Linked DNA regions of Arachis hypogaea: region 2 is linked to region 1. A link is a contact called in public Hi-C data. All regions are on one chromosome and are shown on one strand. Each heading gives the region's core, a stretch centred on a gene start, on an enhancer-like site or on the middle of the called end of the contact. The rest is flanking DNA. Distances are from core to core; before and after follow the strand shown.

Evidence for each region. A called contact is a pair of places that touch in the nucleus more often than the background predicts.
Region 2: a contact with region 1 is called in a Hi-C map of leaf, with 6 times the contacts expected there. The contact joins the promoter of LOC112797624 here to the promoter of LOC112797620 in region 1. A contact is called at or near these places in 3 of 8 Hi-C or Micro-C datasets (leaf and an unstated tissue).

What each region holds. Positions count from the first base shown.
Region 1 is chr4:120,073,579-120,079,388 of arahy.Tifrunner.gnm2.J5K5, reverse strand. LOC112797620 (rhodanese-like domain-containing protein 4A, chloroplastic) reads right to left here and starts at 3,028. Exons shown (of 4, transcript XM_025840654.3): 1 at 2,190-3,028; 2 at 1,205-1,307; 3 at 687-938. The coding sequence starts at 2,893. LOC112797619 (TPR repeat-containing protein ZIP4) reads right to left here. Exons shown (of 5, transcript XM_025840652.3): 2 at 5,312-5,501; 3 at 5,169-5,201; 4 at 4,124-4,738; 5 at 3,089-3,971. The coding sequence ends at 3,351.
Region 2 is chr4:120,280,565-120,287,083 of arahy.Tifrunner.gnm2.J5K5, reverse strand. LOC112797624 (acyl-coenzyme A thioesterase 2, chloroplastic) reads left to right here and starts at 2,588. Exons shown (of 5, transcript XM_025840658.2): 1 at 2,588-3,061; 2 at 3,819-3,996; 3 at 4,530-4,996; 4 at 5,131-5,259; 5 at 5,386-5,994. The coding sequence starts at 2,645. The coding sequence ends at 5,547. LOC112797623 reads right to left here. Exons shown (of 4, transcript XM_025840657.3): 4 at 5,974-6,519. The coding sequence ends at 6,195.

The sequences.
Region 1 (5,810 bases), core at 1,779-4,278:
AATGCAGTCATGCAACAAGGTTATTCGAAGGGAAGCAACTAGAAGATTCATATAGAAAGAAAACTAAAACTAACAGAGGTAATTCTTAGTCCTGCATTAGCATATATGAAGTGCTGCTTATGGTTATTTCAGCCTTGAAAGATTCTAGGTTCAGTAAAATCCAAGAAATGTATTCATCCTTTAACTGAAATAATATAGGTTTCTACCAATGAAGGGTTGGTTGGAGTATTAGTTGCTCATTCCCCTTAACCAAGTAACCTGGGCTTAAAAGAACCATTGTCGGAAGGATTAAAACACCCCATAGGTCCGATGAACCGATGGGCTTCACCCTAAAATCCATCTTATGATCCTTCCACATCAATCTTCCTGATTCTCTTTCCAATCTCTACAGGTAGTCATTGTATGTCATCTACTACAACAGCGTTAATAACATCACTTAGGTAAGAATTGAGCTGTGCCTAGGGTTATTTACAAATCCAATCTTGAAAGATGTTAATACAAATCCCTAGGATTAGTTATACTTCACTAAACCAATTCAATGTCAATCTTCAAAACCAAGATAACATTAAGGCCTACAATGGTATTGCGAATTTACAAATCTGCTAAACAATTAAAATATGTTACAAAAATTGCAGAACTCAGCAATCAACATTCATTTTAGCATATGAGAGAGAGAGAGGGCATACATTGGGATAGGGAGAGGAAGAAACTACTGAACTGATTTTCCCTTCTGGAACAGACTCTTCAGACCTTTTCACATGACCATTCTCTTTTCCTTGATTTCCATCTGCAGGAATATCAGGGGTTGAGGCGCTCTCATAATTACTATCATTTTGCTGAATGGCTCCATTTCCATTTGCACCGACTTCTTGTGAAGCTTTTTTCTTCTTCCTTCGTTTAATGTGCACCGATGGCGGCAAAAGGCTATCCTGTATAGACTGTAAGCACAAAGATAAAGTAAATCCAGATTTTCCAAAACCAAATACAATCATTTCTCAGTTCACTCAAGTTGAAGCACAGTATTGAATTTACTAAAATTTGATTTTGGAATGTAATATTTAGATTGTTCTATGTATTGCAATATGTAAGAATGTCAAGTTACATCAAATTTGAATAGTTTTCTAACCAAAGAAAAATATCCGCAGGATGTACTGTGCATTCGGCTAAATAAAACAACATGCAAAAGAGAAGAGAAAGGTCATACCATCCATCCTTGCTGTCCTCTAACTCCACCTCTGATCGCATAGACCTCTTTGAAGCCATTCTTGAATAGCAACTCAGCAGCTTTCAATGAATTACCGTCAAAACTACCTTCCACTCAAAAAAGAGAGAAATGAGAAAAGTTTGCTAACATGTATTATATAATGTAGGGTAAAAGAAATGAAAATACTCTAGTCAACAAAGTGACTTATATAATCTTAGTTAAGAATCTTTCCGTAAACAGATTTTTATTTATTTTTATTCTTTTCCAATCCTTGATTTGAAATGTAAAATGTGAAGGAGAAGACAATATAACAGAAATAGCAAACCAAATCTATGATTAAAACAGATCATCAGCTTATTGCTGCACTTGAATTTTGCAGCACTTTCCAAGCAAGATAACCAGAGTTTGAATCAATCAACTATGCATTCATTCACAATAACATATTGAAAGATGAAAAAGAGAAATTTGAGAAATCAAGTTAAAGGATACAAGCTATTATTAACTGCAAACTCCACACAGCTACATTGATGTTATAATGTCCAGTTATAAATTATGTTTAGAAAATTGGATTTTATCATGCAAAGTCAACAAAAAGGTTGTGTCACGTTAAAATAAAATCATTCTGAGACTTGAGAGAACAGTGATTAGATAACTGGAGTTTTATTCTCCAAATTATATCCAAATTCGCCAAAACACACAATAGAAGCCACAGAGGGGTGTATCTTATACAAAATATAAAATGAAAATCTGCACCAAAATTTATTATATCCCTAAATGACGAAGAAAAGAAAAATGAAAACAAAATGTTAATTTATTATTTAAACATCTTCGGTAGCTAAACATATTAAGCATATCTTATATCTACTCACTAGTGTCATCCATTCCTGTAAATGCCAAATGAAAAAAAAAATCTTAATATCTTGATCACACAGATTGTACGTGATACAGAATTCAATTTGAATTACTTTTCTATGAACCCTGTTACCTGTCCAAAACACAGAGAACAGTGTTTGGAGGTTCCTTGAATCTCCCCAATACCTTCTTCACAAACCCATCTTCGTTTCCCTCTGTGAACTCAACCTTCACCGCTTCCTTATTCAACAGTTTCAAGTTGGGGGACCCCAAAAACTTCACATTCTTTCTGTCCCTGATATCCAAGAGCTGCGAATCAGGGTCATCCCTGAGTTTCCTGAAAGCATCAATGGCCGACACAAACTTGTACTTCCTGAAATACTCTTGTGCAATTGGTATAACAACAAGCCAAATGAAGGTAACCCCAGCAACAAAAAATGGGTATCTGTTGAAGAAATTATCAATGGAGACCAGAATTTCTTCCAAGTTGATTTTGCCTGCATCTGACTCAACTAAAGGGGATGATGCTGCAGCTTCATCAGCAAGGGATGGAAGAGAAGCAAAGAGGTCAATCACAGTTAATGAAAAGCAAGATTTTGATAAGAGATTTTGGGGAAAGAGAAGGTTTTGAAGTGAGCTAGGAGAATGGGTTTGGAGTGTGGAAAATGATATATTCTTGCAGGGTTGAGGAGAAGATGTAGAGGATTGGGGTGAAGAGTGTGGTGTGTGATGGTTTGAGAGTAAAGAGGAGGCTTTGAAGGTGGGGAATTTCTGGGTTTTAGGGTGGTTTTTGTTGAAGAGTGGATAAGAGGAGAGGAATAGAGATGGTGAATCCATGACAAGGGAGAGAAATTACATACACAAGGATAGAGATAGGGCTTACTTTATGTGTATCTTATCTATGTTATGTACATAAAATATATGTCCTGTACTTGAACACATTATTTTATTCTATTCAAAACTCCTTTCTATATCCGGAATTCCAGATGGGATTTTATAATTTAATTTAAAATAAAAAATACAAAAAAAATCTAGACAAAACATAATTATTACGATTTTGATGTTTATTATCTGTGTAAGAGTATAAAAGTATTGGAAGGTTATCAGGTGTACCAGGAATAGAATTCTAGTTAGATTCTATTTATAAATCTTACGGAACACACAAAGCATAAACACCAGCTATTTTTTAATTTATACACTCCTATTCTATTAGTCCTATATCACTTCCTTCCTGTGCAAGATGTATATAGAGTTTTTTCAATTGTCAGAAACTGGATTTTAGATTCATTCCATATCAAGGTTTCTTTTCCAATGTTCCAAGGAGATCTTCCATGCATGCTTTGTAAGCATCCATCCCCGAAACATGCTTTGCAATGTCTAAGCCAACAGTCATCCATTTCTTGCCCAATTCAATCTGACCCAACCGCACTGGCACTGCTGCTCGGTTCCATGCAGTCATAGCTAGCCATTTTCCTTCTTCAACTGGATACTCATCTTCCTTCAAACCAACCATTATCCGGTATGCTTGCTTGTACATGCCATACACAAGATCATCGTCTGTATCGCCCTTGTGAATGCTGGCAATGGCTATAAGCTTGCGAACAACAAGGGCAACGTTTTGATAATCTGGAGTTGGTGATGAAAGGAAAGATGAGAGGCACTCATTTAGAGCAAAGGTGGCTACTTCATGATTCGACCGCACACCCTGGGAGGCATAGAGGCCTATCTGAAGGAGGTGGTGGGGTTTGCAGGCCTTTGACTTGGCGAAACTTCTTACACTGAGGAGTTGTGAACCTAAATCATTCAGCCTGCCTTGTATGTCATAAGCACAGAAAGTGTATATGAAAAAAAGTTCAGGATCAATGGTATCTTGATCATCGCTGAGTGAGTTCCCAGCTGTAATTGACTTCAGCATCTGCATACACAACAGAGAAACAAGACAATATTCAACAGGATTCCAAGTTAAAACAAAACCAAAAACTAAATACTCTCCAATGTCTACTTATTAACATAGTACACTTAATGAAAAATAAAAAATAAAAAATAAAAACCCCTCAAATTTCATACCTGCCCGGCTCTTTCTAGCAATTGCACAACTCGCTTGACTTCATTTTCTGACATAGCAGCCTCCCTTTGAAATTCTAAAGCTACCATTGATGATACAGAAAGTACCAGTGACTTACAAACCATGATATTGTTCTCAGTGGACCCTTCAAGTAGGGCATAAAAATCTGATGCCAATCTTAAGAACTCAGCAGATAAGTCATAGTTCTTATCCTTCCCTGTTTTTGAACCAAGGTTCCAGGAAGTCACAGCAAACCAATTCCGTTCCCGTCTTCCAACCTCTTCTTTTCCAAAGAAACAATCAGGACCAAGATCAGATGCCCGGGTATGAGCGTGTTTTAAGAATTTGAGGACTTGTTGCTCATTGCCTGGTTCTTGAGAGAGGACTGTTACCAAGGTGCGAAGGACTGTTACTTCTGTTGTTGGCATGGACTTCCCTGAAGTGTATAAATTTAGCATACTTGATAAAGAAGCAACAGCAACAGGAAGAGCATGGCAAGCAACAGCTTCATGGGATGAAAGTGACAGAAAATCTGGTTGAAAGTCAAGGCATGCAGTCATCGCTTCGATTTGAGCAATAGCACCTTGGTGGTCATTCTTCTGGAGATAAATTTTGAACTGACTTGAACAAATGAACGCTACTGTAAGCTATCATTTCATATCAATCAAGAGTGTTATCCTAATGAAAAGAAAATGGGTTGGTCTTAAAGTCGTGTGATCAACCTAAAGAATAACATGGGAAATCGACCTATCAGTAAACTTTATGAATTTTCTGCTACTATAGACCTCCTATATCAATATGGTGCCTTGCTAAGGTCACAAGTTAAATGATTCTACTTTCTAGACAGGGAAAGCTTTTAAATTTTGATTATATTTAATGCATTGGACACTTAAGCTTTTAGTTTTTTAATATAAACTTCCCATTATTAAATCATTAAATATTTGTATGGTTAGATAAATTCAACATAAATATTTGTATGATTAGATATTGAAACCCCTATATGTATGAGAGAGAGAGAGAGAGAGAGAGAGAGAGAGAGTTCGGCACCTTAAGAAAAGCACAAACAACGTTGGGCTCAAGCTGCAGAAATTGAAAATTATGAATAATATATCAGGGTTTCATAGGTAGGTAAAACTCAGATTAATAAATTCAACATTCTCATTGTCGTTAGTCCGTGACTCATGTAATACCTTTTCAGCCTCATTTATGTATTCTTGAGCACGATCAAGCCGCATGAGACCAAGGTAGCAGAGACACAAAACTCTAAAGCCTTTGGCTCGAAGTATTCTGTTCTCTGTATCATACGGAATATACAGCATTGATTTTTCAAAGAGTTCTGCACTTGTCTCATAATCTTTTGATTGAAAATTATCAGCAGCACTGTCGATCACATAAAAATTTGAAATGATAAAACTGCTGACGACTAACAAATCCAACTACTTCTGAGTTTGAAGTTCAACAGTTTAAGACACACCCCACCTTATCACACTGCTCCGACAAATCATGTCAGCTAGAAATTCTATGCCAGACCCATAATGAGTTTCATTTATTACTTCTGGAATGATGACGAGTCCTTCTAGTTCAATTTATCAAATAACCATCTAGTTTATCATCCATTAATCTTAAATAAAGGAAACTTTCTTATAGAACAAATCTAATAGTTCATATATAATAGCACTCATGATAAAG
Region 2 (6,519 bases), core at 1,339-3,838, 210 kb before region 1:
TTAGTTATAAAATTAATTCAAAATTAATTTTTTTATACAATTAAATCTTGATTCTAACTTTTAATCACAATATTAGTATTTTCTCCAAATTATATGTAATAAATATTTGAAGGAAGAAAAATGAAAATATAGATTAGAAAGATAAGCGGTAAAAAAAATTAAAACTAAATAAAAACTATAATAATAATAATAATAATTTTTATTTGAATTATATTATTTTGTTAATTTTATTTTTTTAGAATAGAAAGGTAGAAAAAAATAGAGAATGAGAGAAAAAAGAGAAAAAGATAAAGAAGAAGAATGAAGGAGAAAATTTGTTAATTTTAGAAGAAAAAATTTTATTTTAATTGTAATGAAAAATATCTGGTGACATATTTTAATTTGTCTAATTACTAATATAAAATATAAAATATAAAATATACATTATATATAGAAGGAGAAGAATAAAGAGAAATAGAAAAAGAGAGAGTAGTAGATAAGAGAATGCAGGAAGAAAATTATAAATTTTGGAAGAAAATATTTCTTTTCATTTTTAATAAGAGAATGTCATGTAACATATTTTTGTTATTAAATTAATTAATAATATATAATATATATTATAGTTATATTTCAATTTCAATATTTTAATTGTGTTTCAGCTCGGTCCAATAAGGGTCAGGATCTACTTACGGACCATCGATCCAACGAGTATTTGATTGCATGTAAAGATGACCCCGCGTATCACCTCATACCCGACTGAGAAGACCTGGATAGTTGACAAAACCTTCAATGCAGACAGGTTCAAGAGAAAAGGCCCACCCGAGTACAGAGTATAAATAGGAAGGGACTACCCCTCCTCAGAGGTACATCACTCTTGCCTTAATTAGCTGCCGCATTGTACGAACACTTACTTTAGCATCGGAGTGTCCTTACAGGTGGCCCCTACCCGCCGATCTGCCGATAATCAGGATAACACTTCCTCTCGTGGAGCTTGCACCTAAGTCTAGATTCCCCTCCTTTCAACCCGTTGCTCACAACCCATCTTCCATCCGATTCACCTTTCCAACGAGCAACCGAACAAATTATAATTATAATATAATTAGAGAATGTTATGCCACACATTTGATCGTCAAATTTATAATTAGTTATTGATAATGATATATAAAAGGGATATAGTAGGTAAAAGAACGAGAGATAGACAAAGGAAGAGGAAAAAGGAAAAAACTCTTTAATTTTGGAGTGAAAAATTTAATTTTAATTGCAATAAAAGAGTGATATATGACACATTTTAGTTGTAAAATTAGTAATATATAATAGATTTTTTAAGTCATATTTTTTAAGGCATATATAATTGAGCTTAATTTTAATATTATAATAGTTTAAAATATTTTATATAATCATACAATTATATCTAATTTTTTAGATAACCATTCACGTAATTAATGTAAAAAGAAATTCTTTTTATTGATGTATCGTTATATGATTAGATACAAATATAAAATTACTTTATACTGATAGTGTATTAAAATTAAATTTTATAAAATTTATAAGTTTCTTTTATTTTGATATATAGTATAAAATGATTTTATATGATCATCTAATTTTATTCATTTATTTAAATAAATATTAAAAATAATTATTTTTACTAATACGACATTATTATATATTTAGATACACATATAAAATTATTTTTATATTGACGTGTATAAAACTAAATTTGGTTTACAATAATATGTTTACTGTTAAATAACAATGAAGTACGTAATATTTCGATACAATTCATAAACATTTAATTAGAAAAATAATTAAACATATAAAAGATGAAATGTTTAATGATACAATTTTTTAAAAGTTTTTAATTTATTAAAAAAATTAATAATTAAATTAGTTCTTAAAAGATGTGTTATTTTTTAAATTAATTTTTAAAAAATTTTATCTTCAAAGATTATAAATTAATTACATTTATTCTTTTGTCATTTCATTAATAATTATTATCAATAATTTATTATGTAAAATGTTACTAACATTATATATGACACCTAATATATTTAATTTAATATTAAACAGATATATTTATAAAAATTTATTAGTTTAGTCTTAAAATTATATTGAGATTAAGATTGATGTAGTTGAAAAAATAGACTAAAATAATAGATTTTAATAAATATATATATATATATATATATGATATGTTAAGTATTGTTATTACTGTTAATTAATATTTTATATCATTAATTATTGACAATAAATAATTAAATATAATTAATTTATAATTTAAAAAATTATTTTAATTAATAAATCATTTATGAACAAATTTTAAAAAAAATTCATCTTTCATAAACTAATTAACTATTAATCTTTATTTAAAATTTTAATATCAAAATTTTAATTAACTTTAATATTGAATTATATTATAATAAAAAATCACATACAATTATTTTTATATAAAATTAATAATTAAAAATTATTAAATAATAATTTAATCAAATTATTTAACAATTATTAACCTCAATATTGTATTCACACCGCAATGAAACCGTTACTGCCAACACCGTTGGCTGATTAGGTAAACCAACATAAAGAATAAGTGAAAAGTCAAAGTCAAAGTAAAAGGAGTATATATAGATTTGTGAACGAAAAAAAGAAGAAGAAACTCGAGAACACAATGGACTTGAACAATTCTCCTTCTTCCAATAACACCAACACCTACATCACAATCCCCGTTAATGGAACAATCCCTGTTTTCACCACCGCCCCTTTTGACAACAACACCACTCCTCCCTCCACCGCCGCCGACCGCAAACCCATCGCATTATGGCCCGGTATGTACCATTCTCCGGTCACCACCGCACTCTGGGAAGCAAGGACCAAGATCTTCGAGAGGCTTCTCGACCCACCTAGGGACGCGCCACCGCAGGGCGCGTTGCTCACTAAGAAACCGTCGCAGAGCAGGACCAGCATCATCTACAATTTCTCCTCCGATTTCGTCCTCAGAGAGCAGTATAGGGACCCTTGGAATGAGGTCAGGATTGGAAAGTTGTTAGAGGATCTTGATGCCTTAGCTGGAACCATTTCTGTCAAGGTGTGAATTCTGAATTATGATCACATTTCAATAAGAAAGTTTTGATTTTTGAAGGTTTTTTAGGGATTTGTTATGTGGGTGTTGCTTCAATTGGAACATACTTTTTACTAGGAATTTCAAGTATTAGAGAGAATTCAGAACCAGAAATTCGGGTAAATTGGAGAAGCAATGTAATTTTGGGTTGTAATGTGGTTGTAAGGTGAAGTTTAGAGGGTATGTGGTGAGGGGCTGAAAATCAAACTAAGTTCTACTTTGATGATAACCATTTTCGCTACCTAGAAAGATTGAAACTTTGCCACAATTTAATTTTCAGAATGCATTGACATAATCTCATAAGTTTTGCTTATTCCATGAATAAGTACATCATACCACTTCATTTTGTCTAGTGACTACCATGATTTCTTAGAACTTTTTATTACGATTACTCAGCAATTCTTTTAGTGTTTTCGGAATGATAATCTGGGTTGTCCTTGTAATAAGATTATTTGATCAATTGAGGATGGATACGATGATGTTCTTGGACTTGGAATTTTGGTTGTACTTTGATTATTTTCATTTTTGTGGTTAGTGATTTGTTGTGTAGTAGGTCAAATGTAGTTTGATTCTTAAATTCAATAAATTTAACAATGGGAAAAGTACTGAATATTTTTCGGTTTTCTTGCAATGAGCTTGGTGTGGTACACTAGCACTCTTCTGTTATTTTAATTAAATTGTATTCACTGTCAATTTTAATGAGTTCTATTTGTTTGTGGAATAGCACTGTTCTGATGAAGCTAGCACAACAAGGCCACTTATAGTTGTCACTGCATCTGTTGACAAGATTGTGTTAAAGAGGCCAATTAGTGTTGACAATGATCTTAAAATAGTTGGTTCTGTTATATGGGTTGGGAGGTCCTCAATAGAGATTCAACTAGAGGTTACTCAATGCAAAGAAGGTACATCTTTAATTGTAGGGATCACAGATTAATCCTTGACAATTTGAGTAACTGAGGTGTCCAAATTAAACTTAGCTTCTCAATCTCCTGTTGCTTCTCATGACAGCCTTCATGATTTGCATAAACCTTAAAAAACAAATGTGATTCTCTTGCAAACAACAATAATTTCTGGTGGTGTCCTACAAATCTTTATAGTGGAGAGTAATCACATTTTCATTTTTTTTTATTTTCACTTTTTCCCTTTATTCTCATTGTTTTCTTTTTCATATTAAGGGTGTGTTTGTTTTGCCTTTTTCCACAAAATAACTTTGTTACTAAATAAACCAGTTTTCACATATAGGATAAAATTTAAAAAGAAATCAGTTTCCAACCTTTTTGTAGAAGCTGAAAATTGTAATTTCTCAAAAGAAAAAATAGTTTTCAGCTTTTTCAATTATATAGAAGGTTTTGGTTGGTAAAATAACTTATTTTAGAAGTTGAAACAAACACGCCCTAAATCACAGTCAACTTATGCACTATCAAAATATGTGTAGATGGCAGTGCCTCAGACTCAGTAGCACTGACAGCCAACTTCATATTTGTTGCTCGAGACTCAATAACCGGGAAGGCTGCTCCGGTTAATCGTCTCTCGCCTGAAACAGAACACGAAAAACTTCTTTATGAGCAAGCTGAAGCAAGAAATAATCTGAAGAAGAGGAAAAGAGGAGGGGAGAAAAGGGACTTTGAGAATGGGGAAGCAAATAGACTTCAGGCCTTGCTGGCTGAGGGAAGAATTTTCTGTGACATGCCAGCCTTAGCTGATCGAGACAGCATTCTTCTGAGGGATACCAGCCTTGAGAATGCTCTAATATGCCAGCCACAGCAAAGGAACATCCATGGTCGAATATTCGGAGGTTTCTTGATGCATCGTGCATTTGAGTTGGCTTTCTCAACAGCGTATGCCTTTGCTGGATTAGTTCCTTGCTTTCTTGAAGTTGACCATGTTGATTTCCTCAGACCAGTGAGTATCCCCCCCCCCCCCCCCCCTTTCTCTCTCCGGGGAAAAGAAAAGGAAAAACTATAAAAAAAAATATATGCTTGATATAATAAATTGGTCTATATCATGTGTCTTAAAGAAAAGAAAATGTTGCACAGGTTGACGTAGGGGATTTCTTGCGTCTCAAGTCGTGTGTTCTCTACACCGAAGTTCATGATCCGGATCAGCCGCTTATCAATGTCGAAGTTGTAGCTCATGTCACAAGACCAGAGCTGCGATCTAGTGAGGTTAGTTTCATCACTATCCTGCACATAGTACAATCAATAATCATTGCTCAGATGCTCTTTCGTTCTTGCCACTTCCAAGTTATCAGATTGTTAAAACCTTCTGTGTTCGTCATTGTGTAAATGCAGGTATCAAACACTTTCCATTTCACTTTCACAGTACGCCCTGAAGCAAAGGCAAAGAAAAACGGATTTAAACTTAGAAATGTGGTGCCAGCAACAGAGGAAGAAGCTCGCCGAATATTAGAGCGCATAGATGCTGACAACTTGAATGAGTACTTCAGAACATAAGAAGAGAAACAGCAAGTAGCTGGTAGAGGGCAATGCATGCATATACTAAGAAATATATTCCCCTAAATGTAACCTGCTGAAGTTCAATTATTAGCTCTTATATATAATAATCATGCCCTTCAATCTTTGAGGGTGGTACTTTGCCTTGAGGTTCCAGCATCATTGGGCTTGGTAGAGAACAATTGGTGCTTAGATGAAGTTGAATCTGAAGGTATCTAACTTACACATTATCCATTTCCCAGGTTTGGTGTCTTCACATGCATCATGCATGGTAGCTGTAATATGAAAGCTTGTGAAGCAGCGTTTGAACTTATGAGTTGTGCTAGCAGCAAATAGTAAATTAAGTAAATATTACTATATGTATTTTAGTGTGTTGTAATTCAGATGAACTTTCCGGCAGTGTATAGTTATTAAAAGATAAAATCCTACGGTAATTTCAGTTGCAAAGTGTTATAACTTACCTAAAAGCTATGTACATGCTTACAACAACCTTATCAGTTATCATACATATCCTATCCATATAGGGGATGTTCACCCCAATAAAGGAAAACCCTCAAATCTTGTACAGTGATCTTTTTACAATTTTAACTAGAAAAAAATTGCAACATTTTGGGCAAGAGCATACAAAGCCCAAGAACTCACATTAACTAAGATGATGGAGTATCATCATCTGAAGAGTCACTATTCTGTCTCCTTCCATGCAATCCAGGAAGGGGTTGTGAAAGCATTGGGCTAACTGGTTGTGGAAGCATTGGGTTAACTGGTACAGGGAATCTATGTGCTGAACTAACCATGGTTCTCTCATTTATCATACCAACTTCTCTGCATACACGGTCAAGAACTGCAAGAAAGTCTCTTACAACCATGAAGATTCTGAATGGATGAGCTTCTTCCTTTGCCAAGTCACCATGAAAATACTCTGTGATTTCCTTCACAAGGGTCATAGCAACACTTTCTTGGGCTTGAATCTTC